Regions from separate parts of the Gossypium hirsutum genome. Here all the other regions are linked to region 3. The links are chromatin contacts, called in public Hi-C maps. All regions are on one chromosome and are shown on one strand. The core of a region is the stretch at or near the end of the contact, and the rest is flanking DNA. Distances in the headings are between cores, read along the strand shown.

What was found. Hi-C and Micro-C count contacts between places; a contact is called where the count stands out from the background.
Region 1: a Hi-C map of leaf shows a contact between it and region 3, with 2.0 times the contacts expected there. The contact joins the promoter of LOC107953372 here to the promoter of LOC107916530 in region 3. A contact is called at or near these places in 2 of 34 Hi-C or Micro-C datasets (hypocotyl and leaf).
Region 2: a Hi-C map of leaf shows a contact between it and region 3, with 2.0 times the contacts expected there. The contact joins the promoter of LOC107955926 here to the promoter of LOC107916530 in region 3. A contact is called at or near these places in 6 of 34 Hi-C or Micro-C datasets (hypocotyl, leaf, petal and 1 more).

Annotation. Positions count from the first base shown.
Region 1 is chrD12:2,851,610-2,855,750 of Gossypium_hirsutum_v2.1, forward strand. LOC107953372 (triacylglycerol lipase 1) reads left to right here and starts at 1,482. Exons shown (of 9, transcript XM_016888668.2): 1 at 1,482-1,904; 2 at 2,341-2,451; 3 at 2,852-2,992; 4 at 3,424-3,534; 5 at 3,628-3,771; 6 at 3,854-3,894; 7 at 4,027-4,103. The coding sequence starts at 1,731.
Region 2 is chrD12:2,895,541-2,899,091 of Gossypium_hirsutum_v2.1, forward strand. LOC107955926 (protein unc-50 homolog) reads right to left here and starts at 2,071. Exons shown (of 10, transcript XM_041108225.1): 1 at 1,793-2,071; 2 at 843-910; 3 at 276-301. The coding sequence starts at 1,882. LOC107953374 (reticulon-like protein B11) reads left to right here and starts at 2,252. Exons shown (of 6, transcript XM_016888672.2): 1 at 2,252-2,414; 2 at 2,680-2,860; 3 at 3,037-3,178; 4 at 3,269-3,338; 5 at 3,429-3,551. The coding sequence starts at 2,354.
Region 3 is chrD12:2,718,632-2,722,722 of Gossypium_hirsutum_v2.1, forward strand. LOC107916530 (alpha-L-fucosidase 2) reads right to left here and starts at 2,018. Exons shown (of 10, transcript XM_016845800.2): 1 at 1,241-2,018; 2 at 910-1,055; 3 at 1-706. The coding sequence starts at 1,445.

The DNA of each region.
Region 1 (4,141 bases), core at 232-2,731, 130 kb after region 3:
AATATTATTTTGATAAAATGATTAAATTTCACGTGAAAATCTATTAATCATATTTTATTAAATAAAAATAATATTCAATGATTAGAATTAAATATATCAATTAAATAAACTATTAAGTTCTCTACTTAAATATTCTAGTATGAATTTAGAACACCATAAACTTATAAACTAATTACTTGAATTTAGTAGCTCATGATAAATTAATTAATTTAATTTGATAACTCATATTGATTAATTTAAATTATTAGATTTATAAATATTATAATTAATCAGGTGAAAGAATATAAAATCAAATATGCATAAAAGCTATATTTCATGCACATGTTACGAGTCTTTTAAAATTGTCGATTTGATCATACTTTCTTTCTTTTTTTTAACATAATTCTTATTTTCTTTATTTGATGAAAATTCACGATATAAATTCTATGGTAAGTTTACAACGATTATATCTTTATAACAATATGCTGTTATATGTATCTACCAATCACAACAGATAAAATTTGAACAGACAAATAAAAATGTTACAAAAAGGGATAAGTGTACTTTTACATGTTGAGTGGAGAAAAGTAGTTAGTAATATAACAGTTCAACCTTTCCTCTTTGCCATAGAAAAGTTAATTACCCTTAGAATACCAACAAAACCCCCAATTCTTGCAGCCACAAGAGCAGCAATTGGTAGTACCTCTGGATTAGAATGTGGTATAGGTAAGACAGAGAAAACATCACCTGGGATTTTGATGGGTTCTTCGCTTGCACTTCACATCTGAATTAAATGTGGTATAGGTATGACAGAAAACAACATTTCACAACGCGGCAAATGCTAAGCCCAAAATGTTGTTCTTGTATGTAAATTATGTTTTGAAAGGTGGGCAAGGGAGGATGATAGGAAGTAATTTAGGGCTGGTGAGATGGGTTGCCACTTTTTTGGGGTTTGGGATTGCAACGAAAAGCACCAGAATTTTGTGGGTGTAGATCAGTTAAAGATTAGAGATCCAACAAAATTTTGTTTTAATATTTATTTTTGTTTTAAAAGTAGATAAACTAGAAACAACAATAAAAAAAAGTAATTTCGGGATTTAAGTGAGATGGTAAGGTTTTTTTTATTTTAATCAATAGTTCAGAGTTTGATTCTCACTTAAGTATAAAGTAGTTTTAAAATTCGTGGTCAACATCTACTCCTATACAATATGGTAAATATTTGTATAACGTATCATACACAAATATTTTAAAAGCATTATAAATTTTTATCAAAAATTGAATTTTTAAATAATTTCCCCTTTTTAAAATTATTGAATTTTTATGTATTTTTTAAACTTTTTAGAATTAAGATTAATTTTTAAATATAGATCAAATTAATATTACTAAATTTGTTATTATGAAAATAAAAAAACATACTAATTGTCAGTAACTATTAATGAAAAAGGAAAACAAAAGTTAAAAGGTTAAAAAGTGAAGTAAATTATTGGAAAAGGACATGAGCTAATCGTTCCGACGACAGGATCACGGGCCACAAACTTACAAAAGAGAATAAAAAATGGATCTGCTACGGAAAGATCTGAGAGTCTGAGTTAAATTTTGTGAAGTCTATTAAGCTAAAAGAGAATAAAATTGGAACGGAGTAGAAAACATTCATATTTATTTAATGGTTAAAATTCATGAAAGCTATGATAAGGTGAACAGAGTGTGGGGCACTCCAGTCCCGATCATTCAACTACTCCCCATTCAGAGAGATGGACAAGTTTCCGGCGTTTCTTCTTCTTCCATTTCTTTGTTTCTTCCACTCTTTGTTTCTTTCCGACGCCGATGTTACCGGAAATTCGTCCGATCCTGGCCTAACTCTCTCCGCCGAGTCTCTCTGCGCCCAGCTTATCGAGCCCAATGGTTATTTCTGCACCGAACACACTGTACTCTCTCTCCCTCCCTTTCTATTATTGTTCTTGTCAAGGTTCTTTTGGCCGCTAAGAAACCGGGAAAAAATGATAATGAGGGAAAAATAGTAAAGGACTATTATGTTTTGAGCCATAAAAGAAGCAATCAAAGCAAAATATGCATTTTTTGTTTGTTTTTGGAAGGGACTGCAGAGACGGAGTTTACCTTTCCTTTTCCCTCATTTCCGTTGTACCGATAGTGTCCTTAATTTGTAGATTTTTTTCTACTGTTTCTTTCATCCCCTTATCATAAATTTTGAAGTTTCTTTTTTAATGATTTGTAGAAAGTTTTCTGAAATCTGCTTACTTCAGTACTTTAGGGTTCTCTAGTTAAATTTTGTTGCTTTCTTGTTTGGTAACTGAAAGTGAAGTTTCCTTTTAATTTTGTGGTTTATTACTAATTTTCTTTCAGGTTCAAACTAAGGATGGCTATTTATTAGCTCTCCAACGCGTCTCATCTCGTTCTGGGGATCTTAAAGTTCAGCAAGGTCATCCTGTTCTGCTTCAGCATGGATTATTCATGGTAAATTCCCCATTTACCTGAAACAACTTTTTCAAATAACAGAGTTATTTAGCTGTTATTATGTATCTTATTCATGTAAGGTCTTCTAATGTGTCTTGATCCTACCAGCTACTATTTATTGATTTACTTGTATTAATTTTATCTTTTTCCTTTTTCCCCCTTTGTTTTTCCAGTGAAAATGCATGCTGAAAGATGCCATTTTTTTTCTAAAACAAAATCCTAGATCTAGTGGTTGTTGCAATAAATAACAAAGCAAATGAGTTTGTGTGCTTTCTGTTTGTAAGATTATATGTTATCTCTGTTTATATTCTCCAGGACTGTAATTTTGTATATGCATGTCTTTGTTTTACGTTGGTAGGATTTTGTCACTGATTTGATACTACTTTGATATACTAAACAGGCAGGTGATGCATGGTTTTTGGATTCCACTGAACAGTCGTTGGGCTTCATCCTTGCAGACCAGGGTTTTGATGTATGGGTTGGAAATGTTCGTGGAACACGTTGGAGCCATGGACACATATCTTTGTTAGATACAGACAAGGTAGGCAAACTCTATACATAATGCCTCTTTCTCTTAGCTAGAGTTCATCTTGCAATATTTATGGATTAGTTAGGCTGTTTTTAATGTGGAGAACTTTAACTACCTTAGATGTTGGTTGCATGAGTATCAGTTTTTTTTTTTTTTATGCAATTTGTGTGTCCAACTTAGTTGGCTGTGTGTGTTTTATGTGTTGACACCCACATGGCTTATTTTCAATGTTTGTGCATCTTTGTTTAGTGTACCACAAAATCCAGTTTCATAGCTTAGTATGCAATATGCTAGTTGTAACACCCTCTTCTCCATTATTTTCTTTCCTTTTTCCCTGCTTAACAATATAAGGGTTTCCTGTTGCTTCTATATCCTAATAAAATCCATGTCAACGTTAACTGGTAGTATCTCATAGACTCGAAAACTATTGGCTTTTCTTGCAGGAATTTTGGGAGTGGAGTTGGCAGGAATTAGCTTTGTATGATCTTGCAGAAATGTTGCACTACATACACGCAATTACCAGCTCCAAAATCTTTATTGTTGGACATTCACAGGTCCTGCATGCATTATAATTACCTAGAGCATGGTTTTCCTGGCTTTTGCTGATTACCTTTTTAGGTTACTTATCCAATGCTTTTTAATGACAGGGCACAATAATGTCTTTGGCTGCTCTCACTCAGCCAGACATAGTGGAAATGGTTGAAGCTGCTGCTCTTTTGTCTCCAATATCTTATTTAGAACATGTCAGTGCTCCACTTGTACTTAGAATGGTCGCAATGCATCTGGATCAGGTATAACTTGTCATTATTGTTGTTTTACCTAGTAAAATCAGTTTCGGCCGTTATGATGTTCTTAGACATTCTTTTCTGGCAGATGGTTCTTGCTTTGGGGTTACATCAATTGAATTTCAGAAGGTTTGCTAATACTTATATCATTTTAGCTTTTCTGTTTTTTCCCCATATCTTTTTCCCTGTTATGAAGGTGTTTATTGACTTTTTTTAAATTTACTGGTTTAATGGCATTATGTGTTTTTATTTTAACTGCAGCGATGTGTTGGTTAACCTTGTGGATTCTTTATGTGATGACCACGTGGATTGTACTGATTTTCTAAGTTCTATAACAGGTTTTCTTCGCCTCTTCTATATTTACTCATTCAGATAC
Region 2 (3,551 bases), core at 821-3,320, 180 kb after region 3:
TTGTGGCACATACAACCGTATAGGCCAAACGATGGTGGCACTTATCATAAAAAGTACAATGTGGAAAATGATTTACACAATTGAGAGGTAATTATCAATAGCATAGGCGCTAACAGCTAGATAGTGTGCAAGTCACTTGAAACACAACTAATTTGCAGTCACTTATATCTAGGAACAAAAGTAGCATGCCATGATTAAAAACATTGTAGCTAGAACTTAAGTAGCTAACATAAACATATTTTTAAGAAAAGTAAATTAAACAGAAACGAACTTACGTTTGTGATATTTTGTGTGCTGATAGCTGCATCCGCCATAGTAATTCATATGCACAATAGAACTAAAATAATTAGAAAAGCATATTTCAACACTCAAAAGACTTTCCTTCCTGCAAATAACCCGTCATTCCCAAATAAAAGCCCCTCCCCCCCCCAAAAAAAAAAAAAAAACCAACCCTCAATAGGCACAGACAAGCAATAACAAGTTTCCCATACCGGATACAACAGGCAGCCTTCTGTCAAAATCCTGTAACCTCTACCCAGACCAAAAACATAATCAACATTCAATAATACTAATTTCTGGACCAAAAACTAATAGATGGTAAACACTCAAAAGTCTTCTATGATAGAGTGAATTACTAGCTCAAATTTCATTTCAAGACTCCGGAAATGTATCTAATGGAGACAATGAGAATTGAAAATCAGTCAGCAGAAAATGGAGTGTCAGCAACATAGGTACATTTCATCTACTCCTGGAATTATATGGATTTAGCACTCAGTAACTAGTTGATGATAATATGGGATGATAGAAATCAAGTAGAATGATGGTAAGGGGTCGATACTTACACAACCTTTGGTGCAGTACATAGGTGAAGCATTTGCCAGAAAGTATATTCAATATCCATTTGTTGCCACTACACAAACCAACAAAGGAAAGAGGAGCACTATGAGATGAAGCAGCCATATACAGCAATGATGATGATGAGGAAATGTGTAATAGCACAATTCATTCTACAAGTTAATTGCATATATTGTTCAATTGCAATTCAACATCTATGACTGATACATTTTAGCATAATACTTCAAATATAAAAAAGAGAAAATTCCCACACGCAGCTATAACAGAGGCCTACATCCAAATCTAAGTTAAATAAATAACAAACATATAAGAAAAAGACAAGTAAGAAAATACATTAGACACAAAATTACTTGGGAGGATTAAACCATTCAAAACTTAGCAAAACAATGCAATATTGCTCAAATCAGCAAAGACATACATCAAAGTCAAATTACTAATTTTATTATAAGATTACCCCTGAATGGTAGGGATTCAATTTAAAATGGTCCAGGTTATTGTTAACTTGGCATATTTCCAGGATGAAATTCGTGAATCACATAAGGATCCAAAGTCTGATTACGCCAAAACCACCTAACTCTCTCATCACTACTTCTCCCACATTGAAATTAGAATTTACTTCTAGATTGGATTTCACACTAATGACTTCTCTTTTATAACATCCCAACCTTTTTAATCTACTTTCTAACGCCAGATATTACCCGCCACTAAGTCCTAAGACTGGAATTAATTACAATAATGAATAAAAATTAGAATGTAAAATCTGTAAATTTCATTCAATCAAGAACTTGAGCAAAGATGCAACGTGAAGTGAGGAAAAAAAAGGACAAAGGAAGCAACACCGACAAGTCTTATTCCTAATTGCAACAAGATTCGAACTCCGGGATAGAAATTAGATGAAATGGAAGATCAGATCCAGAGAGAGGGAAAGAGAATGGACCTTGACAATTCGACGTAGGTACTGGGGGAACATGGAGTTAGGTCGAGATGTGGAGGGCGTGGAACGCGTTTTGCTCACCGTTGGTAACATCTTCCCTTTTCTCTGACTTTGAGTTAGTTCGATTTGGCTGTTTGATCCGAGATCTGTAGGGATCTCTTCCTTGTTTTCTTTTTACACCTCTTAGTTTGTGTCTACGGATGGAAGCGTAAAAATGACGACGACTCTGTTTTTCTCTCCGTCCCAGGCTCGCTGTCACTCTGACTAGGCACCTGCCTTCCTCAAATGCCGATTCATTTAAACTCTTTCTCATAAATGGGCTGCAAAATTGGGCTGACCTGACAGAACCAAAACCAAGATTTGACCAGAGTTACATTACATAATCGGGCTAGAGATAACTCAATAAACAACAGGCCCGATGAGCCCATCTTAAGGGAGAGGCTTAAAGCCCATTTTAATGAGGACCTTCCTTCGTTTTTGTTTCTCCCTCTCCTTCTCCCTTTTTTCTCCTTTCTCCCTGATATCAAATTGCAGAAGAAACGAAATTCAGCAATCGCCCGCCCCATGGGAGATTCCAGCCTTGCACTTGGTACATCAGTTCATAAAGCGCTTGGTGGCGGCTCAGGTTTCCTTCTCTTTCTATATATTCCCAGCAGCCTCTTCATTTCATTTCTCAATAGATCTGTTTCGCTTCCACGATCATTTCTATAATTGGGTGTTCTCGAGGATTTTTTATTTTCCGAATACTAACTAATATTCCGTAGTCTAATTATATTATTCAGCAACATGTCATCTGGTTTACATGATTCTGATTTATTTTGGGATTGTTAATTGTTTTATTTTTTTATTTTTGAGGTCTGGGTTTAATTTTGTTCATGTATTTCCGGTAGTTGCTGATGTGCTATTGTGGAGAAAATGGCGTGGCGGAGCTGTGATGCTAGTCTCGGCAACGACGATGTGGTACTTATTCGAAGTAGCCGGTTATAATTTCTTAACTTTCGTGGCCAACGTGTTATTGCTCCTTATTGTTATTCTCTTCTTGTGGGCCAAATCTGCTTCACTTCTCAACAGGTTTTTCCATTGCTAAACTCTTTAATCTCTCCTTTACTAACTGCTTATCCTATTGCATGCTTTGATGGAAAATACTCGTACCCAGAAAAAAGACAGTTGTTTCCTTCTTTTTTTATGAGAACAATGCATTATGATTTCTTAGAAGAAAATGGAAGTGATTCTGCTTTCATATGCAGGCCTTTGCCGCCAATTCCTAATATGGAAATTTCTGAGAGAACGATTGGGATTGTCGCGGATGAGTTACAAATATGGCTTAATTGTGTATTGTCAATTGCACATGACATTACCATCGGCAGAAATTTGAAAGTTTTTCTTAAGGTTAAGCTTTTCCTTTATATAATATCATTTAATTGATATAAAACCTTAAAATGCCCTTGACTAGCAAAGTTTTTAATGTCTGTTGATCAGGTTGCCCTTAGCTTGTGGTTTGTATCATTCATTGGTAGCCTCTTCAACTTCCTCACTCTGGTCTATATTGGTAAGTTATGTGACCCTGTTCGGTCTTATAACTGTGATGATTCCATTGACTTTATTCATTTATGCTTATTTGTTTGGATGTGTTCCACAGGAGTTATTCTTATTTTATCAGTCCCTTTGGTATATGAAAAGTACCAGCCTCACATTGATGAGAAGCTTTCTGTAGCGCACAGAGTCTTTCAAGAGCAGTGCAGGAAACTTGATGAAACGGTCT
Region 3 (4,091 bases), core at 768-3,267:
TTATTCTCTCAGCCGTTGTTGGAACTCTACGATTTTTCTTGAGGCACACAACAGATCTTGAACTTTTTGAAAACTGCAGTGAGACACGGCGGAACAGATTCTGGTAGTCATCCAAATGATGAGCATAAAGATCAACATATGACAGATTACTAATCGACTTCAGGACATTGAGAGAATCTGAAGTAGGATCCTTCTTAGAATCTGATGGCTTGGTGAATGGCCCATCAAATGAAGATGATGCCACCAGAAACAAAATAGCCCAATCAGAACCTTCAACCCTTAACTTGCTGTCATCTAGAATATGGACAATGCCATTCCCCTTGCTAATCTTTAAATCAAGAACAGCAGAAAACTGGATACCCTTTGGCTTGTCATCTGCATACACTTGTGGTGGGATTCGCTTTTCTGGGCAATGTCCTTCCATTATAATCTGGCTTTCACCGTTCGTTTTACAATGGTGATCTAACTTGCTGTCCAGATATACAGTAAAGGATACAGACCCAGGCTTGGTCCCAGAAATCTTCGTTACCATTACTTGGTCGGGATTAGAGGCAAAATGCTCTCTGGAAAATTCTACACCATCCACAGTATATTTTATTTGCACAGTTGCATTATCCAAGTCCAGCTCTCTTTGATACGATTCTTTATCATAATTCAGATGAGAATCATCAAATTCCAGCTTGATATCACCAAGTAGTTGATAAACCTCCATCATTAAAAGGCAAAAATCACCCAGATAAGCTTCTTAGAACAATTTCAATATTTTCCAGTAGAACAAATTAAACTGAGATCTGTGATTCATGAATTTAACTCCTAAATCAAAGAAATAGTTTGGCAAATTCTATAATTTTACAACGCCTTCACACAAGTTTTTTATAATAATAATAATAAGGAAAATAAGTAACATACATCTGCAGGATTTCCAACCAACTTGGCTGCTGCTGCAGTAGCTTCAGCAAATTCACCACTATCAACAAGCTTTCTAATCTCTGAGAGAGCATATGGAGCATTGGGGTTTGTATAGTCTCCAGGAACCCCAGTCCAAAGTGTGTCCTCTACAAAATTATTTAACGATAGTCATTTTCTACTAGTTTCATTGATAATTTGTAGACACCACATGTAATGTATATTCATTTTAATGGTCTTATTATTCACTCATTCAGAAACGTAACACAAGTTATTAAAGAGAATTTGATAAGATTTGACAAGAAAGCGAAAGGAAAATGTAGCATTAGTTCACCGTTGAGCTGGATAAGTTCGGAAGCGACGCCACCCCAAATCATGGCACCAAGACGACCATTCCCAACGGGGAGGGCGTCGGTCCAGTACTTGGCGGGTTCGTTGAAGATGACTTTCAGTGGCCTTGAAGTTGAATCCGAGGAGCATGGGTTCCAGAGATCGGCCACTGTGGGTCTCCGCACCATAATCCACTCTTCATCTCTCATTACCGCAAAATCAGAAGTAGAGATTGTACGATATACCAACTAATTGTAGCCACTGCTTTAAAACATAATTTCCAAAAGTTCCTTTACACTGGAATTTTCTCAAAAATCGTTTATCAATAAAATTCATGAAAATAAATAATTACAAATTGAATTAAGGATAATACAAACACTCCAATACGATCTTTGATGACCATGGTAATAATTCTAATACAAAATCATTTACATATTCGATAAAGGAAGACATCACCTTTATAAATAGGAACGTAATTGTCTTTGAGTAAATTGACTTAACTTTTCATTCAACTAGTGAACAAACACGACTTTCGTCAATTTAACTTTAGTTCATACCCTAAATCCCAACAAAATGAAAATTAATTTTGATTAACACAAATAATTTGTTGACATAATATTTACTTATGCAAACTCCAAATTAATCTTTAAAGACTGATGATATTCAATATGTATTAAGGTTATCATCACGGCGAATAAATAACAAAGCAATATAGCCCAAGCCCCGTTCAAATATTCAATCCAAGTAATAAACCTATATGAAAATGGGATTTTATGAACAAGCCCATATAATTGGAGGAATTAATGTTCCACCAGAGATATCATCAGAACAATTACAATATTAGGTGGAGAAAAAAGCAAGGCTCAACAATCTCTTGAGGGCCGATTTTGCAATCAACAAATTGATTTTTTTTTAGTTTTTTCTCGAAAATTACCATTACTTACTCTTATAGATTATATATTTTCTTTTTCATTAACCATTTTTTGCGCTCTATGTTTTCTTTTTCAATGATAAAATGTTGTAATTTATTTATCTTACTTTCTTACTATTAACAAACTATTCATATCAAACTAGGGTACGTTCATAATATAAGTGCATGAGAAAATGAAACAAAAATGAGGAAATATTTGGTATAGAAAGACATAGTTTTGGTATCTATTCTTATTTTCTAATGGTTACCCCAACAATGGTGTAAAAAGCTTTTGGCAATTTACACCATGACCTCTCCCCAAATATCTTGCCCAAACAATCTTATTTTCCTTTTAATCAGAACTTTGAATTCGTGCTGAGGCCCTCCATTGCCGCCTTCTTGTAGAGATCTTGCGATAAGAGTGATTTCATCATTTGGTTTTAGTCCTTTCTCATTCGAAAATTGAGGCCAATCAATTGAAACATAATTTCCAATGACTTCATGAGTGTGGAATTTTGTCAAAACCGTCCACACTTTTCCCAAGCTATCAATAACATCCATGAAAAAAAAACGCCCTTCTTGAAACTCAAAAAACTCACTAACATACATGAAAGGGAAAAAAAATACACATCGGTCCACTTCACTTTGAATTAATCTCCTTGAGAATAATCTCCTACCTTGCATTTGGTTTTCCATGTCCACAAATTGAATTGAGAGCAATACAATAATGATTCTAATACGAGTTTGTATGATTCTTGATGATTGTGATAATGATTCTAATACGAAAATTCTTTATATATTTGATGGAGGAAGACATCGTTTTAACTAACACCTTTGTAAATAGGTATGTAATTGTTCGTGAGTGAATTGACTTAACTTTCCGCTTAGTTAATACACATTGCTTTTCATGCGATAAGCATTCTCATTATTATGAAGAAGCCCCCACAAAGCAGTTATCCATGTTGTTGACCATCCTCGACTCTCCTCCCCTATTTCAGACTACATAAAGTGTAAGCATACTGCTTAAAATATATTACCCTATAGTTGAAAGCAATATAAATCTTTATTCGATCACTGGTTCTAACTTCAGCAATAGCCATCAAGGTTCTCATAATAAGAATGTAACAATTTACATAAATTAGTGGTTCTAGAATCCATCAATCTATGGTTATTAAATTTCTGAAGAAAACGTGCTTAATACAAACGCAACGTAGGAAGCTAGATAACAAGCGCTTTTCATACCAATACATGAAGCAAATTTGTACCACTCATACGATCTAGGACATTACAACAGATAGGAAGAAATTGTAGCAAGTAGAAAAAACAAATTTAATGAAAGTACTATAAGGGAAAGAAGCAAGAAGTTATGTTTAAGTGAGGTGGTGAAAACATACTCTCATGCTGGCTCAATATACCCTACAGGATTGACACCTGACTTCCGGGTCATGAAGAAGAAATAAGCAAATACCCTGCAAGAAGGATCTTCATCTGTTTGAAAAGATTTCACCCGCTCAGCAGTTGAAACTGCACCATTGTTGCTTTTACTAAAATGTGATTTTCTTTTGTAGAAGATTTAACTTCCTTCATCTCCAAAGAGCCATCCCCTAAATTGCTCTTCGAACTTTTTGAAAGCTGCAGAGGGGCACGATAGAAAAGATTCTGATAGTCATCCAAGTGGTGGGCCTAAAGATCAGCCCAATCCTAACCTTCAACTTCTTGTCATCTATATTATGTATACCACCTCCTTGACTAACTTGTAAATCAAGAAGTGCAGCAAACTGAATTCCCTTCGGATTCTCATTTAAATTCACTTTTGGTTGGATTCTTTAACCAGGACAACTTCCCTGCATTATAATCTGATTTTGCCCATTTGCCTGTGATTGGTGGTGTAACGTGCTATCTAAAGAAACTGTAAATGAAAGTGACCCTGGTTTGCTTCCAGACA